2 separate regions of the Mus musculus genome follow, and region 1 is linked to region 2. The links are chromatin contacts, called in public Micro-C maps. All regions are on one chromosome and are shown on one strand. Each heading gives the region's core, a stretch centred on a gene start, on an enhancer-like site or on the middle of the called end of the contact. The rest is flanking DNA. Distances are from core to core; before and after follow the strand shown. Region 1 holds the start of C030037F17Rik (a long non-coding RNA gene). Region 2 overlaps Dlgap2 (DLG associated protein 2).

Region 1 (4,716 bases), core at 435-2,934, 36 kb after region 2:
AAGCACATTCTAGCAGAGCTTTGTGTGGCCCTTCAGATGCTCTTCCAACTCCCAGGCAGCTTCTGTCCCCCCTGAGTGTCTTCTTCTCACAGCTTCAGCAATAGGTGAAGAGAGCTGAATTCACAAGAGTGACAGCCTGTGGAGACTGCACACACTAGGTGCTTTAATATAGACATAGGGTGTGGCCTCATTTGCCCCAGGGTGCCACCCGAGGGTGAACTGTTGAAAAGGTGACTTGAGACTTTTTTTTTATGCCTGAGTCATTTCAGGGCTACTCCATCTACAAACCCATGACCCAGGACGTGACATGGCCATTTAAGGGGAAATGAAGCACGCAATCTCAGAGAAAGGAACACCAGTGGGTTAAGGCCAGCAGCGCTCAGCTCTGAGAACAGCCTACTGGCTCGTCTCTGTCCATTAAGTTACTAATTCACCATAGAGCCATGAACACCCACTGCAGGTGTGTAAGGACATTAACTTGAAATCATACAAGCATTGTGCCAAAAATCTCAACCCTATCCTGTAGCTGGGGACACAGCCATGCGGTCACCTCTCAATGACGTCATTCTTTTCTACCAAGTCAAGCTAGGTATAGGTTCCACTGAGGTCACATCCAGTCTCAACAGAGCGAAGCACATAGCTTAATAATACCACACTGTTTTGTTCTGTTCCTTCCTAGGAAAAAAACAAAACAAAACAAAACAAAACAAAACAAAACAAAACAAAACAGATTATTGGGAAACTTGTTCACAAGTTGAATCTTTACATCTCAGAAATGACTGTCTCAGGATTAAGTTTCTGCCTTCTACTCCAGTTAGCCTCAGCAGACATTAGTGGTGAGACCGGTTTTGGTGAGGCATGACAAGGTCTAAAGGTCTTAGAGCCAACAGTGTTTTCTAAGGGAGCCTTTCAGCAGAGCCATGGGGCCTCCGAAGACAAGATAATGCCTGATGTCACCTCCCTCCTCAGAGATTTGTCATCTAGGAAACCAGCTGGTCACCACACATGTCCTCAGGAACACATGTGGGCTCTGCCAGGATGCTAAGCAGAAAGAAAACAGTCTGAGCATGCAGGACTCGGGACTTGGTAATGGACATGGCTTACCACCTTTATAGGAGCAGAGCCAAGACTGCTGTAGGCATGGGAAGGAAGTCAGCTTAGAGTTGGTTTCATATACACAGTTTGCCAGTTTGTGAGGTGTGGTCTCACAGATAATGTTGCTGGCCTCAGTCACACAGACAGAGTCAAGAACTGGTGGCATGGCTATCCATAGGGTTTGTGTGTGTGTGTGTGTGTGTGTGTGTGTGTGTGTGTGTGTGTGTCTGTCTGTCTGTCTGTCTATCTCTCTGTCTCTCTCTGTCTCTGTCTCTCTGTGTGTCTCTGTCTCTCCTCCTTTGTGTGTGTGTGTATATGTGTGTGTATGTCTTTCATTCTGTTTCTCTCTGTATGTCTCTGTCCGTCTCTCTGAGTGTGTGTGTGTGTGTGTGTGTGTGTGTGTGTGTGTATCTATCACCATACTTGACTAATGGCTTACCTCAGTTTTGTGTGACAAGTTGTCAAAGCCTGGGCACAAACAGTCCTTGTAGAATCTTTGCATATTCCTGAACTTCACCACAAGGCGAAGCATCTCAGGCTATGGTAGGAGTCGGCACCGATTTCCCTGAATCAGCCAGTGACTGACACAAAGCTGCCCAAACATGTTGCTCATGCCAACAGAGCTTAAAAACATAGAGATCAGGTTCCAGAATAATGGCTTGTGTTGAACTAACCTATGTACAGAAGACAAACTCTGGAATATATACACACACCAGTTCAAAACAAATAAGCAGAGAGAAGAGAGAAACCCCATTCTCCCATTGCTCTCTACAGTCGTGTGACCTGCATACTTTCCTAAGTAGCAAGGACGTCCTTCAACAGAAAACCAGCATCTTAGTGGACTAGTATATTAAAGGGTGGGATTCAGGTTTCCATGGTGACAAGAAAAATGTGCAGAAAAAATGGAACCATACAGGAGAAGACCCCCAATTCCTATGGAAAAAAATGTATATCCCTGAACCAAGTTTAGGACTCAGTTGAAGCCCATGGGAAATATGGTGAGTGTTTGCTGAACAATACTTGGAGCTTCCCACAGCCTACATAACACAAGCCCAGATAGCTCAAGGCACCAGACACAGTAAATAACAGCATGCTTAAGAAGAAAATAACAAAACCCAAAGCCTCTACCAACCAACCGTATCCATAATGAAGAAAGAAAAGAATGGGGAGGGAAGGAGAGAGAAAGGGAGGGTGGGAGGATGGGAGGAGGAGGAGGCAAGGTCCCAATTGAAAGAAATCTGAGAACAGCTGAAAAGAACTGGAAAGCAGGTGTCCTGGTCTCATGTGTTACATAAGGCAGCCATTATACAGCTGAAGGTCTTAAAGGATAAGGTTGTCTAATTGCTTTATTTTGGTCAGCATGTACCAGCCATCTAACTCAGTAGGGTTTACTGTGGTATTTCAACACATACGCACACGTAACATTGATCCAACCCGCTTCCCTCACCTACCTTGCTAATGAATATCACTCCTGGTCTCTAACACACACTGTCCTAGTGCCAAGTCAACTTGTTTTTTATCTTCTATGAATGGCGGAGAACATGTGGTATTTGTCTTTCTCCATCTGTTTGATTGTACTAAATATAATGTCCTCCAGAATCATCCATTTTTACTGAAAATTGGAGGATATAATTCTTCACTATGGCTTAATAATATTCCATCATAGATAGATGTATGTGTGGACAAGTGTGTGTCTGTGTGTGTCTCTCTGTGAGTTTGTGTGTCTGTGTGTATATGTATGTGTCTCTGTGTGAGTGTGTGTGTATATCTATGTATGTGTGTATATGTGTCTGTGTGTATATGTGTGTGTATGTATGTGTGTATGTCTGTGTGAGAGTGTCTGTGTGCATGTGTGTGTATGTCTGTGTGTCTGTGTGTATGCATGTGTGAATATGGTGTTGGTGTGTGTGTGTGTGTGTGTGTTGGTGTGTGTGTACATTTGAAGGCCCAGAAGTTGACATCAGGTTCTTTCTCAATTGCTCTCCACTGTATTTTTTGAGACAGCATCTCTCACTGAACCTAGAACTCACCAACTGCCTACACTGGCTGGCCAGCACACCTCCAGAACCCAGCACTGGTATCGTAGGCACACACCCTTCATCCTGTTTTTACATGGACGCTAAGGTTCAAACTCAGACCCAATGTCCATGCAGAACTTCAACCAAATATCAGGTTCCTTGCTGATGAGGCTTGTTACCTTAGCTCCCTGAGGGTGTCCCGAGACAGTTCAGTCAACATCCAGGATCACTAAAGTGTATAACTAAAGTTATCCCCACATCCTTCTAAGCAAATTAAACAGGATGTCCATGGGTTGCCACCATGGTTCATTTTGCATGTGACACTGCTCCGGTATAGTGAGCCTAATCCCCTGTGTGATGCTCAAAGAATTCCACAAGGGACTCTTGCTATGGTTCCAGTTTTTAGCATCCTACACTGTTCCTGACACATGGCTCAGGAACACTCTACAGAATTGCCCTACACAGGGCAAATGACTCTCTATGGAGGGCTTGCCATAGACTGCCACAGACAATACAGGAGATAAGGAGAGGACACGGCACACAGGGGAAGATGAAGCGATGAAGCAATAGAGAAAGATAGCAGAGAGAGGTGGTGTTAGAGCTAGGGAATAGGCTAAGGTGTCGTTGAGGTTTAATGTTAGACATAGGCTTAGGCTTAGGGTCAAGGTCATCAGAAGGGAGGTGGCTGACTCAGTGGCGAGCTTCCTTTCCAGGGTGACATGCCTCTTCCCACACTTGCCTAGACTCCACCTGAGATAAAGGAACCCCAGTTCCAAGTTCCAAGCTCCATCTCTGATGCTTCCACAGATGGTTCTACAAAGGGTTTGCACCCCTTTAGCCACTGCTGGCATTCCATGGAGGCCTCTGTCATAGTGTCCTTGGTCAGAGCAGGAACCCATAGGCCCAAGACACTCTTGTTGTAAGACTTGTTGAATATGTCACAGCAGTGGGCATAGAGCACATGGCCTGAGTCCCTGAGTTCTCCGTGCCAGGAAGGTACACACCCAGGTGCCCTGGCCACCAGGTCTGTACTCCAGATTCACAGCCTGAGCCCTCACTCTGAGGTGCCACCCCAGTTTTCAAAACCAGTCGTCACCAGAGTGGAGGAGGCGGTCCTTTGAGGAAAGAGAATATCTCTCTCCAGCCATGGTGCAGACCCTCTATGAACTCTACAGCACCAGCCCCACAAGGGGAGCAAAACAATGGAGTTATTCATTCACAGAGCTCCATGGTGGGAGACGTCCCCACGGAGCAAAACGGTGGGGCATCACAAGGTCAACATGAGGTCATGCGTGGAGTGCCAGCAGGCACATTGTCATCAAGGAACCCTGAACCAGGACTGAGAATTACCTGTGCTGCAACCACCTGGGTGATGTGGAAATAGGCCGAGGCCAGTGGGCCACGCCTGACTAGGGGATTCTGTGAACCGTGTGCCAGGAGACAGCAGAATCCTCTCCACTCTCTAGGAGGAACCATGCTTACTCCTAAAGTGGTTTACCATGTTCCATTTAAGGCAGCTGAGGAAGCACGGCTGTTTCTGTACTACCCCTGTCCTGTTCCATTTATAAATGTGAAAAGGTGTTCTCTGTGTTTAGGTTACACC
Region 2 (5,341 bases), core at 938-3,437:
TGATAATCCTCAACGTCAGTCACTTGTATGGGAACTTTACAGCCCTTGGATTTTTTTTCTATTAGTTTGGAATTAGAAATTCTTATAACTGGCAATTACCCTGCTAAAAATTTTTGGTTGCTTTCAGAGATAAAAATCTCACATTGTGATGCAAGCTAGCCTTGAACCTAGTGTGTAAACCATGCTGGTCTTGAACTCACAGCAATCCTCCTGCCTTGGCCTGCATGGGATTATAAGTGTGTCCCACCAGGCCTGGCTAAACCTACCATAATTTTTAAGTTTTTATTATTAGCATAATATTATACATTATACATAGTAGTGGGCCTCATTTTCATATGTGTACATAATATTTTGGTCCCATTCACTCCCATATTCCTGTTGATTCTCCTGCAACTCCTAAGCATATAATCTAAGATTAACTGTAACCATCCTGCTATGTAATGGATCTCAGATGACCTCTTCCTGTATAAGTAAAATCAAGCATCCTTCTAACACCACCACACACACCCTCTTCCCGCCCCTACGCTGCTTCTGTGGACCCCAGCTCTCGAGCTTCCACGTGAGGGAAACTGTTTAGAGTTTGTCTTTTGGAGTCTAGTTTGTTTCACTGAGCGCACTGTGCTCCAGGTTTGTCCCTATTGTAAGTGGCAGTGATTCCTCTTCACCCCATCTCTCAGCTTAAACAGCACCCCATGCTGTGTGTACAGCACCCCATGCTATGTGCATGGCATCTCCTGCTGTGTGTGTAGAGCATCCCATGCTATGTGTGTACAGCACCCCATGTGTGTGTACAGCATCTCATGCTATGTGCATGGCATCTCCTGCTGTGTGTGTACAGCACCCCATACTATGTGTGTACAGCATCCCATGCTATGTGTGTACAGCATCCCATGCTATGTGTGTACAGCATCCCATGCTATGTGTGTACAGCATCCCATGCTATGTGTGTACAGCATCCCATGCTATGTGCGTACAGCATCCCATGTGTGTGTACAGCATCTGATGCTATGTGTGTACAGCACCCCATGCTATGTGTGTACAGCATCCCATGCTATGTGTGTACAGCACCCCATGCTATGTGTGTACAGCACCCCATGCTATGTGTGTACAGCACCCCATGCTATGTGCGTACAGCACCCCATGTGTGTGTACAGCATCTCATGCTATGTGCATGGCATCTCCTGCTGTGTGTGTACAGCACCCCATGTTATGTGTGTACAGCATCCCATGCTATGTGTGTACAGCACCCCATGCTATGTGTGTACAGCATCCCATGCTATGTGTGTACAGCATCCCATGCTATGTGTGTACAGCACCCCATGCTATGTGTGTACAGCACCCCATGCTATGTGTGTACAGCATCCCATGCTATGTGTGTACAGCATCCCATGTGTGTGTACAGCACCCCATGCTATGTGTGTACAGCATCCCATGCTATGTGTGTACAGCACCCCATGTGTGTGTACAGCATCTCATGCTGTGTGTACATCCCTTCTCTTAGCCAGTCACTCACTGATGCACATCAGGTTCACTCCCTGTGTTGGCTTCTGTGAACAGAGACACAATACGACTGATGGGAGATGGGCGTGGGTTCCTTTGGGCTGACCTTTGAAACACCGCTCCAATGTGACCACCCATCCCTCAGTGCCAGGGATGTAGCACAGCAACACAAGTGCCCTGAACACATAGATGCTTGTGTCTGTGACCTGCCATTCACATGAGTTCACTTCTCTCATGTGGCAACAGCATCCCTAAGCCATGTGGCACCTAGTGATGACAGGGAGTTTTGTCAGTGGTAAGGGTGCCTCTTCTCCAGGATGTGGATAAGACGGATTCACCAAGGCAAAAACACATTACAGACATTGCTCACAGGATCCTGTGCTGCTCTGCGTTTTATATAAATCTCCTCTCTGACTCCTCATGACTCTCTCACCAAGAATGACAGGGGAGGCCTCAGCCTCAGAAGACACCACCACTCCTGAGGAAGCCTCTGCAGCTACTGCCAGCCAGCAGCACCTTCACCACAACCTAAACACTTCAGGTTTCCTGAAGGATTCATAGTATGTGTCTAATTCACAAACCCCAAATCTGCATCCTGTAAGAAGCAGAGCTTGGCCTGGCCATGCACTGGCTGAGTGTCGCCCTCTTAGATACTGAGTAATGGCTCTAAACACTGGCTGAGTCACCAAGTGGCCAATTAACGAAACAGATGAACAACTGTGAATCTTTCTGGGAGTCAGGTGGCAGAGGCATCCAGCAGTGCCAATTCTTCCTGGTATGTCGTCCAAGGCTCACTGGTTCTGTTTTGAAAGGAGATGCTCACCAAATTGCTTGTATAGACAGATTTATTCAAAGAGACAAATTGGTAGTTAGATAAAGTATTATTTTTACAGCAGTAGAAAAGGTTTAAATTTTGCTTGTAGTTGGCAAACCTTAATGATGTCCAAATGTAAAATGTTCTCTCTGCTTATCTAAAGGTACACTGTGAGTAAAACCGGGGCTCGCTCTGGTCCTATCACAGAGTAGCAAAAAGCTTGTCTTTTTTTTTTTTTTTTATTTTGGTTTTTTTTGTTTTTTCTTTTTTTTCCTTTGTGCCTGGGAAATTTCCAGTGCAGCATTTCCTGAGCACTGGGCAGTGTTGTAATGGGCTTTTCACCCTGTGTCCTCCTCACTCCAGTCCTGAGCTCTCTGCTCTGCGCTTTACCCTCAACTGTTCAGCATCAGCCCACAGCCCAGAGGCTACCATCCCTGCTCTGCACATGCTCAGTGCTGGCCCAGAGGCTACCAACCCCGATTTGCACATTCCCTTCTCTGCCTTCCAGTCACCCTGTTCTCAGTGCTACCGTTTATGGAAAATAGCAACAGTCCCCAAAGGTGGAGTGTAACATCATCTTTTACCTGACACCCACTTTAAAAATCCGTGACTTTCTGGTGGTTTTACTCTGTCTACACCTTGTCCCTTCCCTACCAGGTTAGGTGGAAGGGGTCCCACAAACCATATCATGGGAGCTGTAGTGATTCCATAATCCATCTATGAAAAGGACATACTACAGGGCCATGAAGATGTGCTCAGCGGGCAAAGTACTTGCCACAGAAATATGAGGACCAGAGTTCAGATCCCCAGAGCCTGGGTGACCACCTACAAGCCCCAACTGCCTTAGGTCTTCTGTCCACTCCATCAGTCCTTCTGTGGCTAATGGTAGCCAGGGGGCTGCGCTTTGCTAAGCATGGCAGCTGCAGGGGGCACAGACCTAGCTCCCCTCCCACTCTTCACATGAACAGCATGCTCCAAACATTAAACCTATAGGGTGGGAGGTTTGGGGACCCTGAAAGGAAGTTATGGCTTTCACAAGGACCCTCCCCTCCCCCACAAAGAAATAGCTTATCCCCAAAGATCTTTCCGCTATACACCATTCTCCGTCCGCTTTCACCTCTGAACAAAGTCCTTCCTCCTCTCTTCCCTGGCGTCCTCTAGCTGTCTCACTACCACTTGTGGGAAGATTTATGAAATACACACGCCTCCTCAGGCAGCGTTTGTCCCCAGACCCAGCTGAATTGATGTCCGGGGTGCATTCAAAGATGTCCTCATAGGGTTGTCCCCTCACGCTGGTGGTGCTAAACTTTCCAGTGGAAAGGTCCTGGCTGACACAAGCCAGGACTTTATTTCACAACTAGCATTGGGAATTGATGAAAAACTAAAGGCGTGTGCCTGCGGTGCTTTGTAAGGATGTGATCTAAGAGAACAAGAACTCAGTGCCTGGGGGCAGTAGGTTTTGTTTGGGTTTGGTTTGGTTTGGTTTGGTTTTTTTGTTTTGTTTTGTTTGGTTGGTTTTTTTCTACCCCAAATTAGCGATTTGCAGTTGAACGAGAGCACAACACTCCATGTCCACCTTCGGACTGCTCTACTCGGAGTCTGTAGTTAACACTCTGGGAAGATCCGTGTTTGTAAGTAGGTCAAAACCCAGTAAATAGAACCGAAGGGGAATTTTGGCCCATGTTCTTCTCTGGAAGGGCTTTTGTTCTTTTATTTTCTGCCTCAGTAGACAAACGGTCTTAAGGCCAAACTTGGAATAATGGGGCAAGGAGTGAGTCACTGTACCCTGTTCAGGACCAAGCGGTTCCCTGTGTGCGGAGGAGGAGACACTGGCCTTGGAGGGTACCTGGTGCCAGCCAAGGAGGCCACATTTGTTCTGTCCCCATAGAAAATATTCTCTTCCCTCAACCCCTGTGAGCACCAACTCTCTGGCTCTACCATGCCCCATCACCTGCCTCTTTTGCCCGCATATCCTCTCTGAGTTGTGGCTTGGCTGTCTCCCCACACACAGTGGGGGACCACAGTGGAACCACAGTGACCCTGGCTCTGTTGGCCCCCTGCCAAGTAAAAGACAAGCCCTCGGGGTTTGCTTCCTTGTCTGTGTAGCTGGGAGCACCTGTGGATCTTTACAAACAAGGCTCCTAAGTGTTGAAGGGTTGAGAGAGATTGGATGGAAAGGGATAAGGAACTATTCCTTATATGTAAAGCATAGTACACTGTTTCTGAATCAGGGCTCTTCCCTCTGAGGACTTCCCAGCCTGCTGGCCTCCGAGCTGTGTCTTCCCCCATCTACACTCAGGAACAGGCATAAGCCTTTCTTGACTGACCACATGGCTTCTTCCCTTCAAGGTCAAACATCAGTTCACAGTTGGAAGCTTGTCTCCACTTAAGACTCTCTTTTTCCCATCACATCTGCCCAACCCAGTAGCATGTATATTTACATCAAAGCTCACATTTACATTCACATGTGCTACACACAGCCAGCAGCCGAGGGTATCAAGAAATGCCCAGCCCTAGCTGTTGGCTTCCACAAATCCCAGAAGTGAACAGTATGCCTGTGAGCCAGCTTGGAGCAGCCCAACAGAAGCCCCATCAGTCATGGTACCTTGCCCGTTGCCTTTGCAGAACCTCTACTATACAACCTTTTTCCTCTCTTCTTATCTTACTCTTTGTAACGGGCAGACGATTGCTTTATGTTTATGGGAAAGACTATGACACTTCAACACATATAAATAGACAGGGGTCAAGCCAAGGTGACAAACAACTGCATGTCTGTGTCACCTCCTATTCTTAGCCTTCGAGTTTCTCTCGTCTGGTTCTTCGTATGGATTCGAGGCTGATGTGTGCTGTGGGTACGCACTATGCTCTGCAGAACGCTAGCCTTACTCCTCCTCTAGGCTGGGGTTTGGTACCTGTTGCCCATCCTCCCTCTCCCACCTTCATCTCACCCTTCCCAGGCTTCACTAACCACCGCTGGACTTTCTTCATCCTAGACATCTATTCCTTATCTGCACCAAATGAGTGAGC

The links. Hi-C and Micro-C count contacts between places; a contact is called where the count stands out from the background.
Region 1: a contact with region 2 is called in a Micro-C map of muscle stem cells, with 3 times the contacts expected there. The contact joins the promoter of C030037F17Rik here to the enhancer-like site in region 2. A contact is called at or near these places in 2 of 484 Hi-C or Micro-C datasets (cerebral cortex and muscle stem cells), 1 of 115 datasets of contacts at active chromatin or transcription factors (embryonic stem cells) and 2 of 9 other capture datasets (adipose tissue and liver).

What each region holds. Positions count from the first base shown.
Region 1 is chr8:14,764,522-14,769,237 of GRCm38.p6, forward strand. C030037F17Rik (a long non-coding RNA gene) reads right to left here and starts at 1,685. Exons shown (of 3, transcript XR_001778520.2): 1 at 1,535-1,685. All of the region lies in intron 7 of Dlgap2 (DLG associated protein 2), which reads left to right.
Region 2 is chr8:14,728,279-14,733,619 of GRCm38.p6, forward strand. The region is part of intron 6 of Dlgap2 (DLG associated protein 2); the gene reads left to right. Among named protein-coding and RNA genes, the nearest start is that of C030037F17Rik, 35 kb to the right of the region's middle. Within about 2 kb of position 2,188, at least 35 of the 459 cell types and tissues checked have an H3K27ac peak or open chromatin away from gene starts, as enhancers often do. A contact at or near this core is called in muscle stem cells, where this site is marked.